Regions from separate parts of the Zea mays genome. Here all the other regions are linked to region 2. A link is a contact called in public Hi-C data. All regions are on one chromosome and are shown on one strand. The core of a region is the stretch at or near the end of the contact, and the rest is flanking DNA. Distances in the headings are between cores, read along the strand shown. Region 1 holds the start of LOC103634601 (phospholipid-transporting ATPase 1). Region 2 holds the start of LOC103634592 (myb-related protein 2). Region 3 has its middle 70 kb from the start of LOC103634601.

What was found. A called contact is a pair of places that touch in the nucleus more often than the background predicts.
Region 1: a Hi-C map of tassel shows a contact between it and region 2, with 5 times the contacts expected there. The contact joins the promoter of LOC103634601 here to the promoter of LOC103634592 in region 2. A contact is called at or near these places in 6 of 25 Hi-C or Micro-C datasets (bundle sheath, ear, endosperm and 2 more).
Region 3: a Hi-C map of leaf shows a contact between it and region 2, with 6 times the contacts expected there. The contact joins the enhancer-like site here to the promoter of LOC103634592 in region 2. A contact is called at or near these places in 3 of 25 Hi-C or Micro-C datasets (ear, leaf and tassel).

Annotation. Positions count from the first base shown.
Region 1 is chr1:53,212,931-53,217,354 of Zm-B73-REFERENCE-NAM-5.0, forward strand. LOC103634601 (phospholipid-transporting ATPase 1) reads right to left here and starts at 2,273. Exons shown (of 7, transcript XM_008657008.4): 1 at 1-2,273. It overlaps LOC100501310, which reads right to left. Exons shown (of 3, transcript NM_001196062.1): 3 at 2,144-2,679. The coding sequence ends at 2,529.
Region 2 is chr1:52,987,394-52,992,044 of Zm-B73-REFERENCE-NAM-5.0, forward strand. LOC103634592 (myb-related protein 2) reads left to right here and starts at 2,304. Exons shown (of 7, transcript XM_008656960.3): 1 at 2,304-2,487; 2 at 2,597-2,810; 3 at 2,891-2,967; 4 at 3,047-3,104; 5 at 3,186-3,273; 6 at 3,342-3,411; 7 at 4,378-4,651. The coding sequence starts at 2,467. LOC100276135 (a long non-coding RNA gene) reads right to left here. Exons shown (of 5, transcript XR_002266086.3): 1 at 4,350-4,651; 2 at 3,129-3,253; 3 at 2,211-2,416; 4 at 1,451-1,565; 5 at 1-446.
Region 3 is chr1:53,142,580-53,147,325 of Zm-B73-REFERENCE-NAM-5.0, forward strand. No RefSeq gene overlaps it. Among protein-coding and RNA genes, the nearest start is that of LOC103634601, 70 kb to the right of the region's middle. Within about 2 kb of position 3,127, at least 19 of the 20 cell types and tissues checked have an H3K27ac peak or open chromatin away from gene starts, as enhancers often do. A contact at or near this core is called in ear, leaf and tassel, where this site is marked.

The DNA.
Region 1 (4,424 bases), core at 1,023-3,522, 230 kb after region 2:
AAATTAGCGGAGGAAGATTTGGCAACGCTGCCCCTCCTTGGCTGACTGCATTCCTCGTGGAAGTTTCTGTGGCTCCCTCTCAGCACTCCGCTCCACTTGACAGGAGAGGACAGAGAAAAATCGACAAGCGGATGGGGCTAACGCCGGGACTTGTTTTGATTTCTTTGACCCGTTTTCGTTGCTAATCATCCTAGCAAATCACGGAGAAATTAGGCTGTCGCACATATATGGATGAGGAGGAGCACAGAGCGCAGCAGGATGGACGGGAGCGGGCGGCGTTCCGTGGCCCATGCGGCGAGGGGTTTCGCTTTCGCGGCCACTAAACTATCCTTGTTTCCGGCAGTTTGGAACCTTGGGGCGCCGGTGCCGGCCGGCCGGCTCTCGCTTCGTGGGCGGAGATCTTGAAGCTTCCGACCCGAAAGGCGGATCGGATGGGTGATGCTTGCTTTTTCGTCGCTCTTTAGTAATCTTTCCCGGCTGAAAAAAAGGGGCTCCACATCCTATTCACGAATCAAGAAAAGCTTCCCTTCGTGCTTAAGCTTGCAGTTGCAAGGCACTGTCTATAGCCGCTATTGCGCAGACTTTTAATTCGTGAATGTATAGTGCGTGGAAAATAGGATACACGTTTTAGATGCAAACATCTTAATCAGCGGAGCGAAGTGGTAGCCTATGTTTCCTTTTTCATCGGTTGGTTCTGGTACGTTTTAATCGTCGTATTTCAAACAGCTCTAGTACGTTTTAATTAATCCTTAAACCGTTTGGGAGGAAAAAAAAGGAGGTGGAAAAAACAAGGAGTATATATATAGGGGAGATTTTGCATGACTTGCACGGCAGTTACATGTACTACGAAGATAGGGTCTCTGGCTTGCTGACTTATTCCCGTGCCACACGTACTCCTTTTCCAGCATTTTTTTGAATTCGAGATCACGGCAAGCGAGGCTCGCGATCACACGCTAAAACAAATAGACGTGTATAATGTCGTGGCCCTATTATTCTATCAGTAGAGAATCTTGTCAGGGAGCTGCTCGCCTCGCCTCGCCTGCTCCTAATCCATATGGTAAACCACGCACAAATCTTCTGTTGTTACGCTGAGCTCAGCAATAAACATCTATTCATTCGTACGTAGCCTAGCCTTAAGCAGCCGGGTGGAAGTCAACTTGCGGTTGCGGACAAGGCGGCTTGGGCAGGGAGCGGTTGACGACGTCAAGCCGCCTCCCACCCTCTATCTAACGCCCATATTAATCAGCGCCATGTAAACTTGCATTGGTGACAGGTCACCCCGTCCCTCGCCCGTCCGCTTCTAGAACCGGATCATCACGCTCACGCATGACGACCGTGCTTGCGTTGCACTCCTGGACGTACGTAGTACGCCCTGTCCAAGCCCCCATGACCGATGCGATGCGATGCGACGGACCATGCATCATGTTCGCTTCAGAAACGTGCCGAGCCTGCATGGTCCTATTGGTTTCTAGGGGAAATAAAAAACAATTCTAGCTGAGCTGATGGATGGCGCAGTATATCAATTTTTCATTCACAGTAGGTGTAGTACTACTTGCCATAAAATGACCGTGTGCACTGTGCGGACTTGAATTCTTCTCTCGAAGATGTGTGTCCTTTTTGGATGGATGGATGGACGACCGATGGCCACTACGAACTGAACTGACCACGCCATATCCTACAGTCGATATACTTTTGGATATATATTAAAAAAAAGGAATTGCATCTCTGCAGAAGACAACTTTTATGATTGGATTTCTAATTTATCTGCCCGTGACTTGCTTGTTATATGCATGCATATGGATGATCGATAGCTAGTAGGACAGGACAAATGATGTGCCAATTTTCTTCCTATGGAGAGAGCCTGGTTGGTCAGTTCTGCAGTTCTCTTTTTTTTTCCAGGGAAAAGACAGATATTAGAGTACTCGTTATTAATGAACAGGCTTGTACGATAGCAACAGGATTGGCATGTGAAAAAGGCAGATATTAGAGTACTCTCTGGATTTCTTGTGAATGAAGTTTATGAATGTTTGACGAGAAGAAAGTTCGTGTGTGGAGCATATATCTCTCCAATCCGCGTTGAGTTGTCCATAATTGACCGGCTAAAAAACAGTAGTGGGAAAGGACAGCCCTATGATGAAGATGTGATCAAGGAAAGGATCTCTTGGAATCATGCGCGCGGTGGCTGCAACACTAATTAAAACCAGGTCAAACCGGCTGAAAGAAAACTCGAAGCCTGGACTACTCAACGAATTACAGGGCGCTGAAAAAAAAAGTTAGGCGTACACGTGCTATCAGAAGACAGACCTGCTACAGGGTTACACAGAACCATGGGCCTCGCACCGGTCAACTCCCTCCTGTGAATCCACTGCAGTTGACACGCCACCGGTGAAAGTGAAACACTGGCCAACGTTGGCTGAATCATGGCAAGCACGGTAAACCTTACCTGCCAAGCCCTGCCGGAGCGTCCTACACGGCACGCCAAACTCGCCAGGGATCCATCAAGCGGAGGGCACAGTTAGCGCACGATGCTACGGAGTATTACTTAGGACAAACAAGTCTTGATCCAGCACGGCGGCGCCGCCCACGCACGCCTCAGGAGGGTCCCGTACGCGCGCGACATCTCGCGCCCGGCGGCCGGGTGATGCAGGCAGGTGCCAAGCTCGGCGCGGCTTGGTTGGCCTAGCAGGCAGCACAAGTCACAAGTCAGTCTAGACACCTTGCCAGCACGGAAACTTTTGAAAACCTGGTCGCGAGCCGTGACTAGTGGGCGCCGTCCGTGCGGTCTGCCCTGTTCGGTCGCGTCCGGAAGCATCCGGCCCCCGATTTTTAAATCCTGGCCGTGCTGGTGGCGTTGGAAGTGCCCGTGGGCCCGTCGCTGGGCCGGGTTTGAGTTTGACTTGATCAGAACTCGGGAGCTCCTCTCCTATTTTCAGAGGGCGCGAGCGCCATAATACGGATGATATGATGATGGGTTTGCGTGCGTGGAAGCAATTGGCCAAAGGTCTAACCCGCACGGCGCACATGTGAACGGCACACGCATCCGGTGTGACTCACTGGTTCGGCGCACCTGGGCCCCGCATGTAAGCCAGTGGAAGCTTCGCGAGCCAGTCTTCGCTTAATTACTCGCACATGTCCACCATTACTTGATGATGCACTTCTAGAGTACGGTCGATTTCGTTCGTGATCATTTCATAGTTCCGTTTCCTCTTTTCTTTCTCTCTCTCTATATATCAGAACTGATTGCAAAGGGGGGGGTCAACGTGTCCAATCCAGCGCACCCTTCTCGCTCACCTGAACGTGCCGAGGCGGCGAGGCGTGGAATCCTAACAACTACGTGTGTTGTGTGGTACATGCAAACCAAAACTGTGCATGCCGCGGCGTCAAATAAAGCTAGCTTCTGAATTGGATTGTAGGAGCAAGTGTCGCGCTGGGACCGGACGCTGAAGAATATATACTTAGGGTCTGTTTGGTTGGACTGTGGCTGTGGAAAAAGTTGCTGTGAGCTGTGAGCTGTGGAAAAAGCTGTTGTAGACTGTGAGCTGTTAAAAAGCTAAAAATCGTTTGGTGGAAACCACTAAAAGTCGTTAAAAGTTCTTCGATATATGTTTTCACAGTTCCATCCAAAAGCCACTAAAAGCAGGTCCAGGGATGCTTTCAGTTTTGCACTACGAGAAAGTCGGCTTTTAGAAAAAGCTGCTTCCTGGATCCAGCCCTTTGGTTGGCTTTTGGCTTTTAGGGGGCAAAAGCCAAAGCCAAAAGCCAAACCAAACACACCCTTATATAATCCTCGTCGCTTTCAGACTTGGCTGGCGTGAGAGGCTATAAAAATGGTCGCTAGTTTGAATCTTCTATTCTCTCTGTAGACGCATCATGCCTGATGGAAGCCGACGGATTTGGCTGTGCTCGTAACTAACTAAGCCGCCGCCTGCTGATCGTTCCCTAGGGGCCGAGAAAAAAAAACATCCTAGGGGCCAACCAAACCCTAGCTTCGTGATGGCGGCTATGAGCCACCGAAAAAACAATTTGCTACTACCAAGTACCAACTAGCATCTGCTTCACGGACGGTGAATGGAGGTGCTTACCTGAATCATCCCTATTCTCCAATGATTATGGACATTCACCTACTTGATTTTGGGTGTGGAGAAGCGCGGGTGTGCCCATGCCACGTCCTCCACGACAGGTATAAACAGTCCAAGCACGGTTCGCTTTAGAGATGGCAATGGGTACCTGAAACTCGATGTGCTTTTATCCTATTAGGGTACGGGTTTGGACCAATTTTCATACCCACGAGTTTGTTAATAGGCATAAATCTATACCCGACGGGTTTATGGGTATGGGTTTATTTCTATAGTACCCAAACCCGTGAACTCGTGGTTTTTTAAACCCGACCAAACCTAGTGCATATTGCCATTTCATTTTATAAA
Region 2 (4,651 bases), core at 1,054-3,553:
GAACCATCAGGTCTTTTTTTTTAAGGCGAACATATGGATCACCAGTTCATTACGCCAAACAATAAAAACAGCTTATCCAGCGGTCTATACTCTGTACTTTCCAAATTCCAATTCGTACCATTTGAAGTGTTTTCGTATTTCTGCAACCGACACAAATGGACGAGTTTGTACAAATAAACAAAGAACGACTACTGAGCAAAACACTCCCAGAGCAAACAACAACATACCCACGCCAGGGTTCACACGTGCTCATCATCCTGCTGGCGGCTGGCACGATCCAGCGGGAGCACAACCAAGCCACGGAACAGAAGAAGCAGGCCGGCGAGGTCGACACAGGCGATATATTCCTTCTCATCTTCGCCTCCAAAAAAGCGCAGGATTCCCATCCAGCTTTGTCAACATCGCTTTTCCTTATTCCCTTCCCGCGGGATCGCGTGCGCGCTCGCCTGCGAAACCGATAATTGTCCAAGAGCGTTTACAGAGAAAGCAGGAGCATACGATTCCGGGCACTTAACAAGCAACAGCTGAATGCAATCCCCGCGCAAAGATTAAAGCTCTCCGTTCCCCTCCCCTTGCTCGCTTTCGTCGGATTCAAGGCGAAAGATAAAGCTACGGCCAGAAAGAGTTTATTCCATGTTCCGACGCGCAGTGGTCTCAGCTTATGCACCTGACGACCGGCCATAAGTGAACACAATTCCCCAGCCAATGCTCACGGAATCATGCACAGGGTGATTTTTGGTTTTGGGACGAAATAAATGCACAGGCATGCCTCCCTTGAACAGGAATGGGGGTACAGATCATATCATATCATATCGGGAGGATGGTTTTCTTATCCTAATGGATGGAACAATGGCCTATAAGCATAGGGATCCCTGGAACAACTTGAGAGAAGACTGGTTTAATCACGAAATGGCAAGGAAACTTTTATTTTCAAAGAAGATGCTACTGCCTTGGACCACTCGTACTAGTTGCTTTTCAAAGAATGCCTGTCAAGCTTTTATTTTGAAAAGGCCCGAGAGGATCTTAATGCAATCCATTATATCTGATTTACCATGTCAATGATTTCATTTCTGAGGTACAACTTACCAGGTGGCACACCTTGCATTTGTGACTCGCAATAGCCATAACAAATGGAATCATGGAAAAAAAATACTAGACTATTCCCTTGTGGAAAAGCTGGACTACAGAACAAATCAACCGGAAGGGACTCTTACAGCACAAAATTGTAGCACCTCACTATGTACTGAAAAAAAACACTCTAGATAAGACAAAGGTAAGCGCCGCCTATTCCATATCACTGGACTTCATGGCAGTTAGCGGTATCAAACATTGACACTGAGCCAGTTTTGCTCGAGTATGGAGGGGAGAATAAACAAGGCTAACCATGTCGGTTCAGATAAGCATGTTTCAAAGCAAAAGCAACATAGAGCAGTGAAGTAAAGGAACTAACCGTCATTTTTAAGCCCCAACTTTCTGCGCCTTATGTAGAACAGATAGTAGCCAAACTCAGAGGACTCCATACAGATGCACAGCCCATCGGATTCGTCTACCCACTTTCCGTTTCCCTGATAGCCGAACAAGTACAAAACTTATATGAGGAGACAAAAGAGAATCATATGCTTATTCCAATATTCCATGCTTTGCTTTTGTGCAGTCCCAAGGAAGGCATCACTAAGGAAATAAGTTCCTTTCACTTTATTTATATGAAGAACTTTTATTGAATTCTTCTTCTAGATGAATCTGGTCAAAAAGAAATTTAAAACTTGCTCTCGTATGGATGATAAAAATTATTCTCCTGTCGTCTATGTGCCATGCTTGTATAACCTGAAGGCATACATTTGCTATTGAATCCATGATTGCTTAACATACAGAATCCTAACCAATGCTGTCCTTTGATTTCATGATACAGGTATGGTGGAGAGTGGAATTAGTGCTGAACATATAAGATATAGTAGGCCTACAAGTGCAAAGGCATTATTACAAACTACATCTCAAAAGTTCTTCCTGAGAACAAGGTTCCCACTTTTATCTGCAAGAAGAATAAACTTAACAAATATGTATGCTTGCAAACCCCTTACTCCTCTTAATATCAACTATATTTGTTAGTGCTGGAATCAGAATACTAATGTGTTTGCAGAATTGACAAATAAAAAGATTGGTGCGCATAGGGTCCACAGGTACCTTAAGGAATAAGGATAATATCTTTATACCTCTTTTCAGTTGCTGCCAGGATTGGTCCAGGCTTGAGTGTTTGTTCTAACGATTCGAAATTCTCTCCTCACTTGTCTTCCTTATAAAACCAGACTCTGCATAACATCTTGGCATGAGTAGCCATAGTTTGTTAGAGCATTCCCCCAAGGAATATAACACCATTGTGTGACGAGCAACCCTTCACCAAAAACTAAGGACTGATAAACTGCAAGAGACCGTTCCTATCAGGATTGTGGAGTCTGCAACCAGATATCAATGCATAACAGAATTGAAGAGGTATGAGATGTAATGTGTGCATGTTATTTGGTTTGCTCAAACAAAGGAGAAAAAAAGAGAGATCTCCTCATGCGTCCTAACATTTGAGACTGCAATGTCTTCATGCCAGATGTATCATCATCAACAACAGCTTCAGAGCCACAGTCATTTCCTGTCTTCTAGGCAGACATTCCCTCCAGAAAGGCACATGCTTCTGCAAGGAGGGAGCATTCCAGCAGAGCCAGGGCTTGTGCTTTCCACTGATGCTAAACCTAGGTTAAAATGGACACCTGAACTACATGAGCGTTTTGTGGAGGCGGTAAACCAACTTGGTGGGCCTGACAGTAAGTACATGTTTAAACCCTATATCTACCCATACAAGCTAACATACGGAACATAACCATCTAAATTATGTAATTTGCAGAAGCTACACCGAAGACAATCATGAGACTCATGGGTGTCCCCGGACTAACACTATACCACCTTAAGAGTCATCTTCAGGTAGACATGGAATTTCTAGTATCGTGTTTTCCCTTGTATGCCTTGTAGCAAGAAACTAATTTGATTTGTCTTTTACTAGAAATACAGGCTAAGCAAAAACATCCATGCCCAAGCTAATGGTGTAAATGCAAAAAATGGTAATCATAGCATTCTCTCGTTACCTAGCAGTTATCGGCCTCCAATTAAGCTTAATACTGAATGCCCTTTCTGCTCTTCAGTGATTGGTTGCACCATGGCAATGGACAAACCACTTGAAGGAAATGGATCACCAGCTAGCCACTTAAACCTTGGAACCCAGACAAACAAGTAAGAGATGAATAAATGTTTTCTTCAACATGTTTGCATAAGATAACATGGATTTGTATTTTTATCAGATCTGTGCACATAGGTGAAGCCCTTCAGATGCAAATTGAAGTACAGCGCCGACTGCATGAGCAACTAGAGGTACAGAAGCATAAAAAATAAATCATATTACTAACTAAATTACCATTTAAACATTCCTTACAAAGACATAACTGATTCATCCCTAGCAGAGTTATTGTGTAAAAGACTGGAGTAGATTGTCTGGACAAATATATAGCAAAATTTATCCCAAACCAGGCTTTAAGTAGATCTAGGACACTCATCAAATGAAGGTTTATTTTGCCATGAAAGTACCTGATGTACAGACATCCAAATAAAGAAAAATTACGTAGCTTCACCATCAGTTGGTAAACTTCAGGGACATGGTCAGATCATATATAATGTTACATGTCAAAAAAATGGCATCCCAATCACCATTCCTTTAAGAAAAAAACATCACTTATAATTGCTCCAATAGTCCAATCAACTCAATTGTTTTAGCCAAGCACTAGTTCCTATATTACCGATAGAGTAAAAAGTCCAAGAGAAAGTATGTAATATATGTAGGGGTGGTAATGGATCACGATCCAAATATTTCTTCACAATTTGTTTGAGCCTTTAATCAATTTTAGTTCAAAGATGAATAAAAATAGAGCCGATCCAATCTGATTTTTAAATTTTATAGTGTAAAATTTAGAGCCTATTGCCACCCCTAAATGTATGCATATCTTTAGCTTTAGAGCATCCACATATTTTGTCCTTCACACAATGAACATCTATAGCTCATTTATCAACAAAAGTATATGCTGGACACCAGCATATGACTTCTAAGAGGCTCACAATGCAAGAGGGCCTAGTCATGGTGGTCTAGGAACATAATCTTGTCATACGTTTAACTGAACACAGTTTTAAAAAGAACAAGTAAAAACTAATGATGCTAAAATAAGTTTAAACAAACTGACCAATTGTAAATCCAGATTTTATTCTTTTCATGTCACAAGCTCTTTACTGTTAATGGTCAAGTACTGATAATGTGATACCTTACACATAAACGACGCCTTTCAACAGGTACAAAGACATTTGCAACTCCGCATTGAAGCACAAGGGAAGTACCTACAATCTGTGCTAGAAAAGGCACAGGAGACACTTTCAAAGCAGAATGCAGGGTCAGTCGGTGTAGAAACCGCGAAGATGCAACTGTCAGAATTAGTCTCAAAAGTATCGACAGAATGCCTCCAGCATGCATTTACAGGCTTTGAGGAGATTGATGGTTCCCAAATTCTACAAGGCCATACCATCCAACTTGGCGATGGGTCAGTTGACAGCTGCTTAACTGCCTGTG
Region 3 (4,746 bases), core at 1,877-4,376, 160 kb after region 2:
CATATGTATAATGCATGGACCCTTTGTGACATATATGAACAATGCTCGTTAAGAATATAGTACTATCAGTCTTGTCTTATAACGAAGAGTAGGAAAGTGCTAGAATGTAATATCGTTATTGCTTCCAAATACTAGTTTGTATAGTTGGAACTGAAGGAATTTTAGAATAAACTAGGATCAAGTTTGATCATGTGGCTATAATGTGCTTATTGTTAAGCTTTTGAGAGATCAGTTAGTAGTTATCGGCAAGAAAAGCAATCTACTTCTTTCTATATTCTCCCTTTGCTACGAAAACAAACAGATAGTTAGCTTTGTTTGGACAACAATGATGAAATAACTAGTTGGATAGTGCCAGTATTTTCTAGCTATCTTTTCTTTCATTCAAAATGTACAACTAGGAATGTACTTATCATCAGTTGCTTCGGGCTCTTCCTCCACCACCTATTGATGACTTCGTACCACCATATACAACAATGCCACCATTGCCAGTAACATCATCTTCCTCTACATGTAAAAGGTACACAACCTACGATTTAATGCCATTGTTTACGCTTTTAATTTAACTAACATATAAATAATGCTCATATTTAGTATGTAAAGATATAATTTATAGTATGGTTTAATCTGAAGATTGTCTACGTATTGACCTTCATTTAGTGTAAAACTCCCTCAACCATACATAGCGTGTGAACAACACTTGAAAGGGAAATATGTTTTAAGCCATTTTATAGTGGTTTTGGTGTTTGATGACCACCACAACGTTATGGACTAACTAGTTTGCCAAGTGAATGGTTGCATGTTCATAAGAATGGAAATAGAAGATTCAATATGAACAATAGTTCTAAACTTACCTAGAATGGGCCTAATTTGGAGAAGAGTAATTTTGAGTAGTTAAAGCACTTGGATACGTTCTAAATGGACCTTGGAACATATTCAAGAACCTTAGAGAGGTTGAAAGGACCGAACGTTGAAAATGGTGTTCTGGAGCAAAGTTTGAGTTAGAATGAGAAATTAAGTTGATGTGATAAAAAAGATGAAGTCCTATGGCTTAGACCAGTTAAATGGACTCTAGATATGTTTGTTTAAGTCATAGAAGTGCTTAAGAAGGCAACCAAACAAAGACAAGAAAGAAAAGAAGAAATAGGACTATGTTTGTTGTTCTGGGTAGCATTTGACCAGTCCAACGTGCAACAGACCAGGCACCAGACCAGTTACCTAGAGAGCATGTTTTTTTATGCAAAGGGATTGGCGCACCAAACCATTTATGCATAGACCCTATTTTTGGAGAAGTCGAATGAGGGACTGATGGTGCAATGGATATTGGTCAGGAGTGCATTGGACTTATCACATTCCAATGGTCAGATTGGATGGCCCAACGGTTGACTGACGTGACGTCGACGTGGTAGGGTCGAGTGGTGCACGGACCAGTCCAGTGCCACCTGACATCTAACATCTTTTCCAGAATGGTCATTGAAACAACAGGGTTTTAGAGGCCGATGTGCATAGACCTACTACATTGAGAGGTCTGGTGCACCCAAATTTAGTGCAACTTTCGAGAGATGGTTCCAACGACTATTTGAGTGGTCGAGGGCTATAAATACACCTCCAACTAGCTCATTCAATACACAAGAGCTAATCAATAAGTCCAGTACACTAGAGCAACACTCCCAAAGAGACCAAAGCCTCCCAAGTGCACAAAAGTGAGAATTGAGCATAGAGCTAGTCATTCTTGTGTGAATTATGATATAGCCTTGTAGATACTTCGGTCTCCTGATTAAGATAATAGAAGGAAACTCAAGTTTGATTCTGGTGATCACTTGAGTGTGGAAAGGGTCGAGAGAAACTCGGTCCTTTAGTGGACTCCTCGATGGAGACGTAGGTTTCGTTGTGAAACCAAACTACGATAAACAAATTATCGTGTTCGTGTGTCCTTTCATTCGAAATTTGTTTTCTCCTTTCCTCCCTAAGTTCTCTTTCGTTGATCTTCATCTAAATTATCCATTGTTGCTCTAAGTCTTTAGATTCTACACATTCATAAGAGCAACATATTGCAAGACGAACTTATCCCTTATTCAATTGACCTACATCGTGTTCTAACCAATTAATTGAGATCAAGTTTTGTTTTTAAGTTGTAAATTTTAGGTTTCGTCTATTCATATCCTCTAGATGACGTTTAGTATTCCAACAGTTCCATGTAAAAGATCCCCATATGTAAAGGGACAAGAAAAGTCCATGTACATATAGGGGAGTATTATGCTCCCATATATTTATGTCGTTTATTTACGATATTAATCTCGTGTGAGCTCCAAAATACAGTAATAATGTGTATTAGAGTAGTATAAATATAGTATATTTTTAAAAATTTCAAAAAAAAATGTTAAATAATTGAGTTACGTTATAGGGAGCTATATATATATAGAAAATGGTTGGAGACAAACTATATCTAGGAGAGAATATTTTAAGGGATGATAGTAAAATATATTAGAAAGTACTATATATGAGAGGAGGCGTACAAGAGAAATGGTTCGAGACAGAAAAATGTTGCGGGAGGTGAAAATATAGAGACGAGAATATATACCATAGTGGAATGAATATAGAGGGAAAAATTAGTGGTACTGCTGCGACAGCCTGAAGCACAGAGGAAGGAAGGCTCCAAGCCTACGTGGTCCCACCTTCAGGGTGACTAGGGCTGACGTGGTGTGGAGTGGACGTGACAGTGCCCTTGCAGGCAGTGGCAGGCGTAAGGGTCAGTTCCTGCAGGCAGGTAGCAGCAGTGCAACGCGGACGATGCAAAGAGATCCTCGCGGCGACCCATCACCCATCATTCCGCTTCCGCCGTCCACGTCTCCCCGCGTAAAAAGTGAAGGAGAAACGCGCGGACGAGTGGACGACGGCGAGCAGCGGAGGTAGATGACAAGGGGCGCAGCGGCGTGGGTTGGGCTCCTGGGTCGGTCGCGCCAGTCCGTGCTCTGCTCGCAGCACGCAGCGACGCGCTAGGACTGGGACGAAGGTCGTGCAGGGAAAGCGACAGCGCGGCAGGGCCAGAAAATGCTGTGCCGCCCCGCCCGGGATCGGGAGGCGACGACGCGGGGACTGCGGGCGCGGGGCGGGTCCGGCGGGGGCAGGGCACGGCGTCACGCCTGTCGGCACCCGCGTGCTGCCGCTTCCGCGCGCGGCTCAGCTCGCCCGACCCTGTCCGATCCGCACGTAGCTTTTCGCCGACCTCCTCGCGTCCGCTTCGACCTGGGTCGACGCGCCGGCTGGCGGTTGTGTGGGGGCGCCCATGCGTTCTCTTCTCGCCATGAAGATCCGCGGGCGGTATCCAGGATCCAACCCATCCGTCCATCGGAAGTTTTACTACTACTCACTACTACTGCCAAGTGTACTAGCTCCGCCACTCGCACTACCGTCCTGCTATGCTACCACCAGTAGTACAGAACTACGAGTACTCTATTTGGCTGATGCATGCAGGCATCTGTGCGCCAGAGCCGGCCCGTCCCATCCCCACTCACTTCACTGCACTTTTGGTTGCTTCCTGCTTCCCGCACAAAATTGTACTCCGCCGGCTCGAATCAATTTTATTACTCCAGCAACTCAACTTTACCGCGTCTGTCGTCACATAATAACTGATTTTTAGAGTTCAGAATGTGTCATATGCATCCTTAGGTATAAGATAACACAACTTTACTGGTCTCGCTTCTGGAAACAGCTTCTTTGTCGAGTGTCTGAAGCATTCGGTAAAGCCTGGAAAAGACTCAGCGAAGGCTTTACTAAGTGTGACACCCAACAAATAATTGAATAAGACTCGGTGAACTGTATATCGACAACGACTTCTTTGTCAAGTAATTTTTATCGAGCACTTACATAGAGCCGGTTTCCGATAGTGCCTCTTCATGAAGTGTACGTAATGACCGTAATATTCATAGGGATACATACAACTTTTTATGACATTATTTTTTCCATCTTAAATTTAGAAATACAGTTACTTTATTACTACTGGCCTGGCGTGACGGCACATGCACGTGACGGCGGACTTATAGCTTCTGTACATGCATATATTGGTAGGCGTACTTGCTTTTCCAACCTGAAATCTTTCCGAAAACCAGGAGTCCAGGCGACTATAGGACTGTCGTCTTCCGGTACGACGACGGCTCTAATTAAGTGTAAAATGTATTGCATCATTGCATGCATGTCAGTACATGTAGTAGTAGGTCCCTGGGGACGAGCCTTTTTTTTTTCGAATTTCCAATTAATTAGCTGGGGTAGAAGGCCACGCTTTGCTAAACGTTTACGGACACTACTGTGTGGGAACATGAACATTTATTTATTAATTTCTTGCGAGTTGCGAGTTGCAAAATTCTCTGGCGCATGCACGGCACGACCGTCGGCCGAAAAGTTCGGCCGTGCGAGGTGGACAAAACAAAACAAACCGACCGCGACCTGGACAGGAATTCCATCGCGTGTACTACCCGCTACTGCTGTTCACTGTCCCAAGTCCTTACCAAACCAATGATGCCAACATGCCTAACACAATTGACCTTCCTAGCTGCTGGCCTAGCTCTGGGCTCCTAAAGCTTTTGTTACTGGATCCAGAGCAGATGGAATGGAATCCTTATTAAAGACTTGGATCGAGCTAGCCTAACGTAATAATGATGATGATCGGTTCACCAACACGAAGAAACGTGGGCAATGGTAGGCCTCAGTGATCGAGATCCATGCAGGCACGTCCATTTCCGATCCATGCAG